2 separate regions of the Hordeum vulgare genome follow, and region 2 is linked to region 1. The links are chromatin contacts, called in public Hi-C maps. All regions are on one chromosome and are shown on one strand. The core of a region is the stretch at or near the end of the contact, and the rest is flanking DNA. Distances in the headings are between cores, read along the strand shown.

Evidence for each region. Hi-C and Micro-C count contacts between places; a contact is called where the count stands out from the background.
Region 2: a Hi-C map of seedling shows a contact between it and region 1, with 2.2 times the contacts expected there. The contact joins the promoter of LOC123409883 here to the promoter of LOC123410026 in region 1. A contact is called at or near these places in 1 of 6 Hi-C or Micro-C datasets (seedling) and 1 of 1 datasets of contacts at active chromatin or transcription factors (embryo).

Annotation. Positions count from the first base shown.
Region 1 is chr7H:580,307,224-580,313,960 of MorexV3_pseudomolecules_assembly, reverse strand. LOC123410026 (U2 small nuclear ribonucleoprotein B'') reads left to right here and starts at 4,079. Exons shown (of 10, transcript XM_045102898.1): 1 at 4,079-4,538; 2 at 4,652-4,714; 3 at 4,920-5,013; 4 at 5,096-5,161; 5 at 5,505-5,577; 6 at 5,739-5,775; 7 at 6,232-6,338; 8 at 6,405-6,474. The coding sequence starts at 4,221.
Region 2 is chr7H:580,447,921-580,454,657 of MorexV3_pseudomolecules_assembly, reverse strand. LOC123409883 reads right to left here and starts at 3,002. Exons shown (of 3, transcript XM_045102755.1): 1 at 2,673-3,002; 2 at 1,104-1,958. The coding sequence starts at 1,958.

The sequences.
Region 1 (6,737 bases), core at 2,830-5,329:
TGCATGAGTTTTGAACACTCGCACCGCGCGAACACATATCCAGCATCCCAACGTGGGTGTCTGGCCAGTGAAGGCGCTACCCCACGAGCGGTTGAAGTCCTACCTGCCGGCCGTCGTCTTCATCCGTCCGGTCAGCGCCCCACCTGCCTTCCTGGCTCCTCCCTTGTCCACATGCCTCTCCTCCTGTCAGGGGTTGGCGGTTCCTTCGACCTCATCCGCCAGCACCCTCCAGCAGCCGGTTGTGTGGGATGACCAGGCGGCTCATCGCTCATGCAGTACACGCATGCGGGCGAGAGACTCTAACGAGAAGATGTTGAGCGTCCTCGCTCCTCCCTCGTCCAGACGCCTCTCCTCTATCAGCGGTTGGCGGTTCCATCGACCTCATCCGCCAGCACGCTCCAGCAGCCGGCTGTGTGGGACGACCAGCCGGCTCGTCGCTCATGCAGTCCACGCACGCCGACGAGCGACTCTAGCGAGAAGATGTTGAGCGTCAGCGAGGCAACTGCCTTCAAGGTTGAGCCAGACTTCAAGGTTGAGCCAGACGACGATGCTCATGTCGTCGGGGCTCGAACTCTCTTGCGACGCCGAGTTGATAGTCTCCATGTTGGTGGTGCTCATAATTCCCTTGCGGCGTCGAGTCCTACACCTTTGCGTTCATGATTTTTCTGACTTTCATCGATTCTATCTAAGTGTGGAGTTCTTTGATCTGTAGATATTTATGGGTAAATTAGGTCCAAACCGTGATGGATTAGGTTTTGATTTCCTTGGAATATATCACCGCGCATTCTAGGACAATTTTTTTTTTTGGAAAACGCGCCTAAACCATCGTTATTTTACGTTGCAAGCTGAGTCCAACATGAACATTCCCGGTTCAGAGTCCTGCCTAGCCTAAACCATACTTTTTTAATCCACCGGGATGGGGGCACAATTACTTGGTAGGGTGAGGCGATGGCCTAGTAATGAGGCGAACACCCTTTTTTCTAGACTTTGGGTTTATTTTCAAAAAGGTGATGGATTTTTTTGCAAAATATTAATGACGGACTAAAAATATCTATTTCTTTTATTAGTAAGTATAGAAAAAGGGCCCGTGCGTTGCAACAGGAGAAAAAATGCCTACACCCTCCTAGTGAGAATGACAGTCTCCTCTTCCAATGGAAGACTCATTCGACATGAATGGAAAAATATTTTTCAAGATGGATGCACAATTATAACCATAAAAATTAACTTATTCTAGATTAGTTTTGTGTTTTTTGAATTACAATTATACAAAATACAGCAATGCACATGTAAATATGTGAATACATATCAATATATCACATTCGAGATCACAAAATACAGTTGCTCCTTTTGGGTAGGGATTGCACGAAGATGATGCTTAATGACCTAAGCTCAAATCACATCCATGCACCAGATGGGCAGGCATGTGTAAGGTCTTGCATTGGATTTTTGCCCTCTGGTCCTCTAAGTATAAATCGACGAGGTAGTACTGATTGAGAGTTACAAAAGAATTTATTCAAAAAGATTTATATGTTCAACTATTGGCCTTGTTGCCATGAATTTTCTAGACAATAATAATGTTCCGCCAAAGCCCCAATCCATCATTTTCTCCTCTCCTTTTCCCAAATGGAAATGCAATAATCCGTTCTCAACTTAATAACGAAAGAAAATTAAAATAAACAGTGTTACGTACCATTTGACATCTCTTCTGAATAATTAAAAGACCTAGTCTCAATGGACCAAAAAACTTACATGTGAAGCATCATCAACAATCGGTTTAGCCTGGTTTCCCTTCAATTAACCGGGCAGTTCTGTTGTTCTTAATCAATGAAAATGGTAAGTCTTTTGCCTCGTTTTAAAAAAAAGCATCATCAACTACATGATAATGGTTCATGAAGACTAATTTGCTTCTTTGAATTCAAACTTGACGGCCTATAATAATCTTTGTTTTTTTCCTTATGGTGACAAGGGTTAGATCTCTTAAGAGGGTGAGTCCAATCGGTAAACATAGAGAATGACACTTCCCAATTACACAAATACTATTGCATCCTTTAGCATTCAATATACAGAGGAAGCCCGGTATGACTTTTGCATCCTTCCAGAAAAGTAATAAAATATTATACTATTTGGACCGCATAAATCCCATAGAAAAAAAATCTGCAAGGACAAAACAACAACTTTTAGCATAGGAACACTGGTACGGACTGCAAAAATTCTCAAGCAGTAAGAATAGATGAGAAAAAGAATGAAGAGAGCTTTTCAGAAAATAAAAGGACTGGCATTTGTTTTCATGAACTCTGCTTTCCAAATATCTTATAGGAAATTCCATATTTCTGGTAATCAGATCTTCTAAAAAGTTATTGCGGTACTAATAATAAAATAAGATATTCCTCATGAGTAGGTAGTATAACTATATATGTCCAAGAGGCTGCAACTATTTTTATGCAAAAATATCCAATATCATTCCTCTATCTAGCATACCAACAAATCTCGAGCGAGTCCTCCAAGAGGCCTTTGGTTTGCGTCTTTTGTCATTTAGGTAGGGTGGCGCTCTGGTATTGTAGAAGCCGCATTGTCGGAGACATGGTAGGGCTTCACTACATGTAATGATCTAGTTTACCCTACATCTGGAGGCTTGGCATCCACCATAACAGGGAGATCGATCCAAGACATGATAGCACAATTGGAGACTTACAAGGACGCTTACTCTCTGTCTTTGCTAAAAAATAGCAGAAGTAGAACATGTATTAGCAAGTGAAGAGGTAATAGAGGAAGAGGTAGTAGGAAGCTAAAAATTTACTACCCTAGAACAGGTAGTACCAACAGGATAAACAAATGATTTGATGATTACTCGACTGAAATTTAAGTACTTTCTAGACATAGATGAACTTGCGGTTCTCTAACTGAGCAGCCAAGCAAATGCAGTGGATGGGAATCACATTATATATGCAGATCCTGAATCTAGAGAAGTAGACAATAGACATGTCATTTGAAACTTTAGACTTTAGGGTAAACCAACAAAAAGAAGCAAAAAACAGGGCCAAGAAGCGATTCAGGCATACCCGTACCAGAATTTGGAAATCAGGAATCTGTCCAGAACGGCAAATCTGCACCACGCCATACAGATCACTTGTCCTCCGATACTGATTGGAGTCACATCATACCCCGTCCTCCTCGGTCGTACGTCACCGCCGGAGCACACCCCATAACATGAAAGAAAACCTGAACAGGATGAGAAGCCGGCCAAGGGCTGAGGACCTCAAAAGGTGGCTAGCAATCTCATCGAGCTTGGGGAGGTAGGACTCTCGAGGCAGCTGGAACCTAGAGCCACCACCCAGCTCTCCATCGGGATCATCCAAATCGAAGCTCGCAACCGCCCGCCACTTCGGGAAAGCCAAGACTCGATCCTGAGGAAACAACACGCACTAAGCCCCGCCGCCTCAACAGGAGCTCGCCGCCTTGCCCGCTCGTTGGTCACCGGAGGCACCGCCGCCAGTGACTGCCTCCCTCACCTTACGCCACTTCTCCTTCTCCTTTCTTCCTCTCCATCCTTTCCCCCTCACGTCGTGCCTCTCTCTTTCTCTAGACGAGCAGGACGACACCATCACCGGAGCAAGTCGTCGCACCCGCCTCCAGATCCATCGACATCGCGCAGGTCGGGCGCCTCCTGGCAGTTGGGATGGGGAGGCGAGGGTAAGAAAGGGGGTTTATTTCTGAACAAAACGTTTTCTCACTTGAGGAAGGACCGCGGGTTTAATTATCTAAAAAGATAGGGGCTTCTTTATAAAAATGCCGCAGTGGAAATTCTGACGGAAGCAACAACCTTTTTATTATTAGGTATAGATATAGATATAGATAGATGATGGTGGTCTTTCGTCATTTTGGCTAAAATGATGTTTTTTTTTTTTGAACGGGGCTAAAATGATGGTTTTATAAAGTAACCAAGCCACGAATACGGTGGCTTTGAGCAATTTACTCTACCTCACACGAGTCGGTACTCGGTACCCATCCCGTCAGAGCGGATAGACACCGGTCGCCGTGAGAGTCCCGCCCGGCCCGGCCGACAACGACGCCCGCGGCCACCACAAATCGGAAACCCAAACCCAAACGACCCAGCCCGCGGGCGCCCGAGCACGGCCGCAGATTCCGCCGGACGCCGTCGGAAACCGTCGACGCAGGCCGCCGCCGCCGCCCCTCCCCCATTGCCCGCCCGCGCCGCGCGCATGGCCGCCTCCTACTACAACCCGCCGCCTCCCAGGGCCGCCTCCTCCTCCTACGCTACCCTGCCCCCTCCCCCGCCGGGCACCTCCTCGTACGACACGTACCGCCAGCACGAACACGCCTACCTAGCGGCGCCCCCGCCGCCCGCGTACGGCGGCTACTTCGACCGCGCGGAGCCCCTGGCGCCGCCGCGCGACGAGCTACGCACCCTCTTCATCGCCGGCCTCCCCGCCGACGTCAAGCCCCGCGAGGTCTACAACCTCTTCCGCGACTTCCCCGGCTACGTCTCCTCCCACGTCCGCTCCGGCAAATCCGCCCAGGTTTCCACCCCCAACTATCCTTTCGCTCCACTCTAGGGTTTGCATCTTGGCCCTTCTGGCGATCCCTTTTCGAATGCTTTACCTAACCCAGCCTGATTTCTCTGCCGCTGCAGTCGTATGCGTTTGCTGTGTTTGGAGATCAGCCGTCTGCGCTGGCTGCAATGAGTGCCACAAATGTAAGATCTCAACTCGCCATGAATAAGCACCGCATCCAGTTATGCTTTCCCCATTATTAAAATTGCTCTCACTCCCATGCGATTTCGACCAACTGTTTTTCGAAACAGAAGTTTCTGTGTCAGAAGTTATGCTGGAAAATAATCTGTTATGTCAAGTTATCGACCGTGTGAGGTGCCGATTTTCTGAATCACTTATTTTGTACAGGGATTGGTATTTGACCTTGAGAAGAATTGTTCTATACATGTAGATCTTGCAAAATCTAATTCAAGATCAACCTCATCAAAGCGCCCCAGATCAGGTTGCATACTTTGTTATTTATGTTATGTGACTGTTGGCTATTCTGCTGTTGCTCACAACCTTTTTGTTTTTGTTTTGCTTAGATTATGAGGATTTCCCTAAATCTACTGGGAAAAAAGCTAGAAGTCCAAGGGGACGTCCTGATTCAGGTATTATTCAAGTAGCTTGGGAATAGTATTTTTTTCTTCTAGTTTTTACACTAGATTGATCTGTCCACTACCACGCATTCATGTTGGTGGTTGGTTACTACAGCTCCATTGCAGACTTGCAGTCACATGAGCAATACATATACTATCCAATATCCATGATTCTGTACCAACCACTAAAATGATTCCCCTCACCGTGGAGCCCCTATAATTGTTATCCTATTATTTCCCTTATGTTCATATCCAACTACGCTTGTTATATGCGACTTCATTTCCTCGCTGGAATGCCACTTCATCTTTGCAAAACACTCACCTTGCACATCTTTGGCACATTGCGCCATATCAGGTGCTGGAAGCAATAATCACATGTCCGGAATGGGTAATTCTTCACACAGCTTGAATGGTTATCCTGCACAAAGGTTATGGCACACTACTTGAGCACAGTCTTATTATGTGATTTTGTTAGGATTATCAGCCTTAAGCTATCATGTGGCTGATACTAGAAAGAATACATCCAAGACTAGGACATCTACATTCAGGAAATGTCATAACAGTAACTAATACCATTTTCAACTTGCAGTTATACAGATTTTGGTTCTAGTGCTGCTTTCAGCAAGGTGAGTTTATTCTTGCACCTTGATATTTAGGAGTATATCTCAATTAGGGACGGGGTCTGTCGGATTAAAGTAATAAACCAAGATATTCAAATAGTGATCCCAATTTCAGCTGCTTGTATTTTCATACGAAGAGGCTTTTCTATCATTTCTTGATAATTTGTCCTTGACCAACTTTTCTGAAAATTTAGGTGTTAGTTTGGACATAAGATTTTAACTATATAAGGCAACTGTAGAGTGTGAAATTGCTGCAAAGCTTATTAAATTACCATCCTCTTTAACATTACTGAATTAGGAAGGCTGATTGGAAAGCTTTAGTAAACAATCTAATGGTTTTTCCTGAATGAGGAGAGCAAACATTAACTATTTAGGCAACACAAATTGGTACACCTCCCTTTTTCCTCCTTTTTGGGATTAGGCGCAAGGCTAACTTGTTTCTGTATGTGCACTTACCTGCAGGATCCATCAATGTTTGCTCCTCAAAATAATCCGCCATGCCCTACCCTTTTTGTTGCAAATCTTGGTCAGACTGTTTCTGAGCGTGAGCTGACTGATGTTTTCTCTGGGTATGCCCTAAAAACCTTATGATATGGGATAAATAGTTATCGTGTTTTAACAAGCTTCATGTTCAGTTGTGAGGGATTCATAAAGCTGAAGATGCAAAACAAGTTCGGAGCACCTGTTGCATTTGTTGATTTCAAGGTATAATCAACAAAATTGTCATTCTCCCTTGTCGCAATTTATTTTATTTGTATAAATTATATGGTAATGAAGCATATAGTGCTTATGATAAGGAGCTACTACGCTATGCTATATCTTCCTAAACGGGTGATAAAATTGAGCTTTTGTTCTTTTGTGTTCATCGCTAGTTATCTCGGTTCCATATGATTCATTGAGACAATCTTAACTTGTTACTACAAAACTCAACTTCTATTGTGCTCTGTTTGACGATGTCTATCCAAACT
Region 2 (6,737 bases), core at 1,753-4,252, 140 kb before region 1:
GCGGGATGCCCAGGTATGTGATGGGGAGGCAAACAATTGGGCAGCCCAAGCTCTCAACGATGGGCCCCGTGGTGTCGTCGTCGCATCTGATGAGCGTACCAGTGCTCTCGGCGAAATTGACGCGTAGCCCAGATGCCCGACGAAATTAGCAACAAGATTGCCCTCACGGCCTCGATGTCGTCCGGCAGAGGATGGCAGAATAGGACCACGTCATCCGCATACAGTGAGATGGGGGGATCGACCTTGTGGGGTGCAGTTGTCGGATGACGACGAGCTCGGTGGCGCGCTTGAACAGGCGGCTGAGGGTGTCGACGGCGAGGACGAACAGCTGCGGCGACATGGAATCACCCTGGCGCAGGCCCTGGCGATGCCAAATAGGGGGGCCAGGGCTTCCATTCAGCAGCACCTTGGTGCTGGCCGAGGATAGCAGGATTGCCAACCACTCTAGAAATCTGTTCCCGAAGGCATAGTGCCTCAGCACCTCGAAGAGGAAGGGCCAGGACAGCGAGTCAATAGCCCGCACGAGGTCGAGCTTTAATAAGACGCGCAGCACGCCCAGCTGGTGCAGCAAGCGAGCAGATTGGCGGACTAGCACAAAATTGTCATGCAGGCTTCGCCCCTGGATGAACGCATTCTGGTTGTTGCTGACGAGGGCGTCGAGCCGTGGCACGAGACGGAGCGAGAGCACCTTGGCGAAAATCTTGGCAACAAGGTGTATGAGGCTGATCGGCCGATGATCGCGCAGGCATCCCGCGTCTGTGCGCTTGGGAAGCAGCAAGAGCAACGCTTTAAAAGATGTTACGTCCCATACTATAATATTCAACAGTGAACCTCAACTGGACTTAGTACACACCATTCCTTTTAACCATTCATGATAAGTTACAAAGAAAAACTGAGAGAAAAGATCTTGCCACATAAACACATTTAATTCTAGTAATATACACAAAAATAGTATTGAAAGTGCGATCAGACTAACAGAGCCTCAGCTGATCATGGGGATAGTTTCATGCTGAGTCATTTCATAATTATCAGTTAACCAACTACAACAAGCAAAGGCAGACAAGATCATTTTTTCTTGTTATACAGGCTAAGTTGCAACGTACCTCCACCAACGAATCATGAGCTTCGTTGAGTATTACAGATTTAAGTCGAGAAATAATCTCCTGCTGCCGCCAACTTGTAAAAATGCGTTCCCCGAGAATGCATCTCCTAGTTCGTGCTTTTCTGCAATCCGACCATCTTCTATACGCATCTCTTTTGTAGAACTTTCCATAGTAGTAGGAAAGCACATCCCCAATAGTCTTGTTACCAACGAACCTGCTCAACAGACTTAGATTTTTGCCGAAAATGTAGAGCCCGAGCAGAAAACATTCTGCCTCAATACCACTCCAAAGGGAAGTGGATGCACACGGCAGCGGAGTAAATTGATCAATTTCCCCTTGCTGCATCATTGGATTACTAGTAAAATTGAGGCCTTCTTGAGTAGAACATGGGTTCAAGTTTCCGTCATCTGCTCGTTCACTGCCAGATTCTAAATGATCTACGGGCACCATGGGATGTGGATCCTGATATGTTGAACCACGGTCACTCGTATCATTGCTGGTTGGACAAACTGAGGTTACAGGACTATCCTCATCTTGGCTGATGGATCTTGCTTCGATTTCTGAAGAATGATGCCTTTCAAATTCTTCCTCCTTACGGACTTTACTTGGTTTCCATGTAACTGGTATAGCTAACCCAACCGTAACAGGGTAATCAAAACCAGGTAGCACGCTTCCAAGCGAGCTGGTCATGAGCTGCTGACGCTCATCCTCTGTGCACAGATTCGGGATTTCTGCCTGGTGCTCACTTCCAATGCATGGACATACAGGTGTGTCGTCATATATAACATCTGAAGCAAGGGAAACTTCCAGAGACGGTTGGTGTTCACCACTGTCTTCGAGTTCAAGTGAATCCATCTACCAAAATCAGAACAAAAGGTAATTCATTTAGATCACATATTTAAATTGGTAAATAAGATGCATATCACCGACATTAGTAACTAAGTTGGCATTTTTCGGAAGAACCATAAGGGTGCACCGTTAACACAGCTCTTTGAGGACTTTGGCGAGAGAAAACAGATATTAGAAACAGTTGAACACATACAAAATTCAGGCCTGGGTACCATCTGTTAGAATCCTTGTATACCTACAATAATATTAGGATGCATCACCCCTGTACCTTCTGATATAAACCGTGTGCAAAACGAAAGTAGCAAACATTCCTAGGTAGAAACTTAACGCGTGTTCTAACGGCATGCAAGTTTAGCACAAGCGCAACGCATGTCAAAGTTCCACATTAACCCCAGAAGCAACCCACGGTCATGTAAAGAATCCCTCTATCACAAGACCGAGGGTAAATTGGGGGGTTAACTTTGCACCAAGCATTTGCAAAAGGCTTGTTGTTCATGGCACAGTTTCCATGCCAGCAATGACACTAATTGTAGAGATCAAATGCAACCTCAACGAGGAGAAGGAGGACTAACTTCCAAGCTTCGGAAAGGCCGACGACAGGGTGACGAAACAATGCTGACCAAGCAATTACCACTAACCACCCCACCAACAACGACAGTAACGCTCGCTACGATGGCACGAACAAGCAAGGGTCGGGTCGGGTCGGGTCGGGACGCAAACCTTGCAGTTGCCGGATGACGCGGCGGCGGAAGGGCGGACGGAGGGGGACGGCGACGGCGGGGGGTGGCGGCAGCAGGAGGAGGAGACCCCGCGAGGGATCTGCCGCTGGCGGTTGCGCTCACACGGAGGACGCTGCCGCTCGCGACGTGGGGGCAGGCGCGCGGGAGAGGACAGACGGGCGCGTCGCCGACGCCGGCTGCCGCTGCGGAAAGGAGACGAGGGGGGGTATACGTGCGGTGGAGCGGAGCCGAGCGCCGGCGCTGGTGGTGGTCGCTGCTGCAGAGACGAGACGAGACGAGACGAGAAGGGGATCGCCAGCCAAATCGACTACCGAGGAGGCAGTCCGTCCGTCGCGCGTGGCCGCCGAGTCCCGCTCGGTCTGTTCGGCGCAGCCCAACAGCCGGGGCCGGATCTCACGGGCCTCCTTCTGCCTAGAGATAAGTTGGAGATTAAATACGGGACCTCCTATGCGCCGCTCGTTGCGGCCCACTGCTGAGCTGACGCACAGGGGGCCGTCCTACTGGGCCGGCCCAGATTTACTTTTATTTTATTCCGTTTCTTCTTTTCTTTTTCGTTTTTTTTTCCTTTTTTCTTTCTTTTTTCCTTTTCTTTCCTAATTTGAAGCAAAACATTTTTAGGATTTTGAAAAAAAAATCGAATTTTCGGAAATTCCTGAACATATTTTTAAAATTTCGGAACATTTTTTCAAATTCAGCAACATTTTCAAATTACGGGAAAAAAATTTAAATTTCGGAACATATTTTGAATTCCGCAACACTTTTTCAAAATCTGAAACTTTTTTTCCAAATTAGGAACATTTTTTAAATTCCAGAATATTTTTTGAATATCCAGAACAGTTTTTCAAATTCCGAAACATTACTCCAATTCCGGAACATTTTTTTAGATTGCGTATTATTTTCAAATTTAGGAAAAAATCAAATGTTAAACATTTTTAAATTCCAGAACATTTTTTCAAATTGCGAAACATTTTTTCAAATTCCAAAATATTTTTTCAAATTCCAAAACATATTTAAACAGAAACCAGAAAAAAGAAAAAAAATTGGTTGAGAGAACCTTGTAGAAGTTTGTCAAAAACGGTTGAAACCTCTAGAAGGTTTCCAAGACCGGACACGGCAGCCCCGCTACATGGGCCAGCCCGATCCCCCGCCCGCTCTGTGCGAAGCCTCGACACCGCTTGGCACAGAGCAGCAAATAGGGTTTTTCATTAAATACAGTACTAGTCTACAAAGGACCATGACTTTACTCAAAAAAAAAAGAGGAGCATATCTCAAAGAAAAAAACGAAGGAGAAGATCCAACTAATCTCGGCCATCAGTGAATGTCAATCCAACGGTCAAGATTGCCTCAATGGCAAGCGCTCAACATGTTTAATGCTCAATAAATATTATACAAATAGCAATATCATGGATAATCACATGATTATAGCACAATTAACATTGCATGTAACATCAATGTGCAATTAATATTCTACCAAATATCCCTACAAAAATATATTCTACCAAATATTACACGTACACATTTATCAATTATAAAATATCTCAATTCCTAACTAAAAGAAAAGAGATGTTAGTTGATAGTTATGATAGAAAATTTCTACCCGGCATGAGCCGCCAGATTTCACGTTTCTAGCGATTGAATGACGCCTCTGATATAACAACACATGTCTTGTTACAGAAAGTTTTAAAACACAAGTCTCATTGCAGTAAGTTTTATTTTTGTTCTTCTTTAAATAAAACATGTGTAGCTCTCAGCTCTATACGTCCCTATTGCAATAAGCGTCTTGTTGCAATTGCAGCAGGGCCTCTATTGCAAAGCATCATTGCTCGTCCCTAACCTTCTCGGGTGTGTGACGTGTGGGAGGGGGGCAATGCCTCTCCGTGACAGCCCGATGTCGACGTTTTAGAAGATTCCCCTCTCTTTTCGTTTTCGTCGTGTGGCTTATTTTATTTGTCGTGTCATCATCGCATCCTCCGCATCATCTGCATTGCATCGGCATCTCCGTTGCCGTCAGTTTTCAAAACTTGCATCCGTTATTAGTTGCCGCTTCTCTTCGCGTTCGTCATTGTTCGTTCCGAGCCTGACCACACACGCACGCGCCCGCGGCACCGTCGAAACCCTGTTTTTAAAGTATGCGTAAAACTTTCTCTAACCGGGTTGAGATTTGACGTGCGGTCTTATTTTAATATAGCCAGGCCGCCTGTCGAATTTCGTCGCGATCGGAGTCCGTCTGGTACCCGAGCGATCGACCGTAGCAGCACCGTATTCGGGCTACCGTCGGACGTCTGTCGGTGTTTTAAAATTCGTGTCGCGCCACCCGTTATCCCTCTCGTCTCCGGATATCCTCTCTACACGGCCGTGTACCCGTTCCCGCGTGCGGAATTGTTCGAATCCGACCCCGCGGTTGGATCCGCAACGCGATTCCGGCTAGCCCTAGCCCCCCGTTTGTCTATATATAGTCCCCTATGCATTTTTAGGCAGCCAACCCCCCTCTGCCTCGGGATCCGCACGCCTACCCCCGAAACCCTAGCCGCCTCCCACCAGCTCCCTCCTCCCACCTCCAGCCGCCGGGCCCGTGAAGCCCATCCGAGGCCCACCCAAGCCCGCATCGCGCCGCCGCCGTTCTGCTCCCGCAACCTTCGCCCTCAGCTCCAGATCTGGAGTCCTCACCTCCTCTCATGGCAGCGCCATGCCCGAGGTTCTCCCGGCCACCTCCCCATGCTCCCTGCTCCAGCCCGGGTCGCGGAGCACTGCCCCTCGCCGGACTTCGTCCCACTGCGGTGCCCCATCGTCGGACCTCGCTGGCTCCCCCAACTACGCCGCCGCCAGCCGCCGCGAGCACCTCCCCGTGCCGCCGCCGCAACCCCCAAACTGCGTCGGATCCGGCTCGCCATGGCCGACTTCGCCGCCTCCCGGGGGCCCTTCGCGTCGTGGCCGTCCTCGCCGGGGATCCCCGCGGACGCCGCGTGAGTCCTCCCGCCACCGGCTCCTATCGGGAGGAGCACGACCCCGTGGCCAGCACCACCTGCTGCCTCGGCTGGGCCCCGAGCCAGCCCAGGCCAGGTGCCCCCGCAGTGGCCCAGCTGGGTCCAGCTCCCCCGGCCCACCTCGCCGCCCCAGCTGCAGCCGGCCTGACTCTCCATCGACTTGGGCCTCGGCCCGCGATGGTAAGCCCCGCCCCAGCACCTTTTAGATATGTTGCGACACAGTTCGGCCCATTAGATAAATTAGGAGGTTTTAGGAATTAAGTAATTCCAGAAAAATAACCGTAGGTTTAAACGCGCGTATCTTTTATTCCGTAAGTCGGATCGAGGTGATCTTTATATGGTTTTGGCGTAGATTTTCCCCGTAGAATCCGATTATCCAACTTGCACATTTGTTTGACGTCGTTTAGCATGCTGTTTGCCTAGATAAGCGTGTTGTCCTAATAGGTTTTGACTCGTATTTATTTTTTGTGCAAGACCGGGTTGCCCGTATGCCTTAGTTTAAATGCCCGTGTTTTAGGAACCATAATTCCATGTATTTTAGAGCGGTCGTAGGTATTTTTGCATGTATGGTTTGCCGGTAGTTTATTTTCCCGTATATAGGTGATTATCTCGCATTAATGTGTGGCATTATTTTGTGTTGCAACCCCACATATTTTATATGTTTTCGGGGTAGAAAAATCCATGTGATTTTTCTGTGCAATTAGTTTTAGCTTTTGAGGAAGTTAGTTCGTGCGATATTTTTGCCGTGATGCCCTTTTGTTTAATTCGTAGGTTTTATTCCGTGCTTCGTTTGACGGAGTTGTCAACTAGAAAGTTGTTCTTGGGTGTTTAGACTAGCCCCTGGTATTTTTGGTTGCAATAGAAATGCATGTTTAGGTGTGGTTTGATTCCTCTCAAGTTGCTAGAAATAGTGCTCTTTTGGACGTGCTGAAATATTTCTAAGTCTGGAATCTGTTATTATTTTGTTGCTGTCTTGTCTTGCTTCTACCTTTTGATCTGTAGCTCTTTTGAGGTTGGTCCATTGGAGTAAGTTGTAGCCCTTGTGTTTCGCTAGCATGATG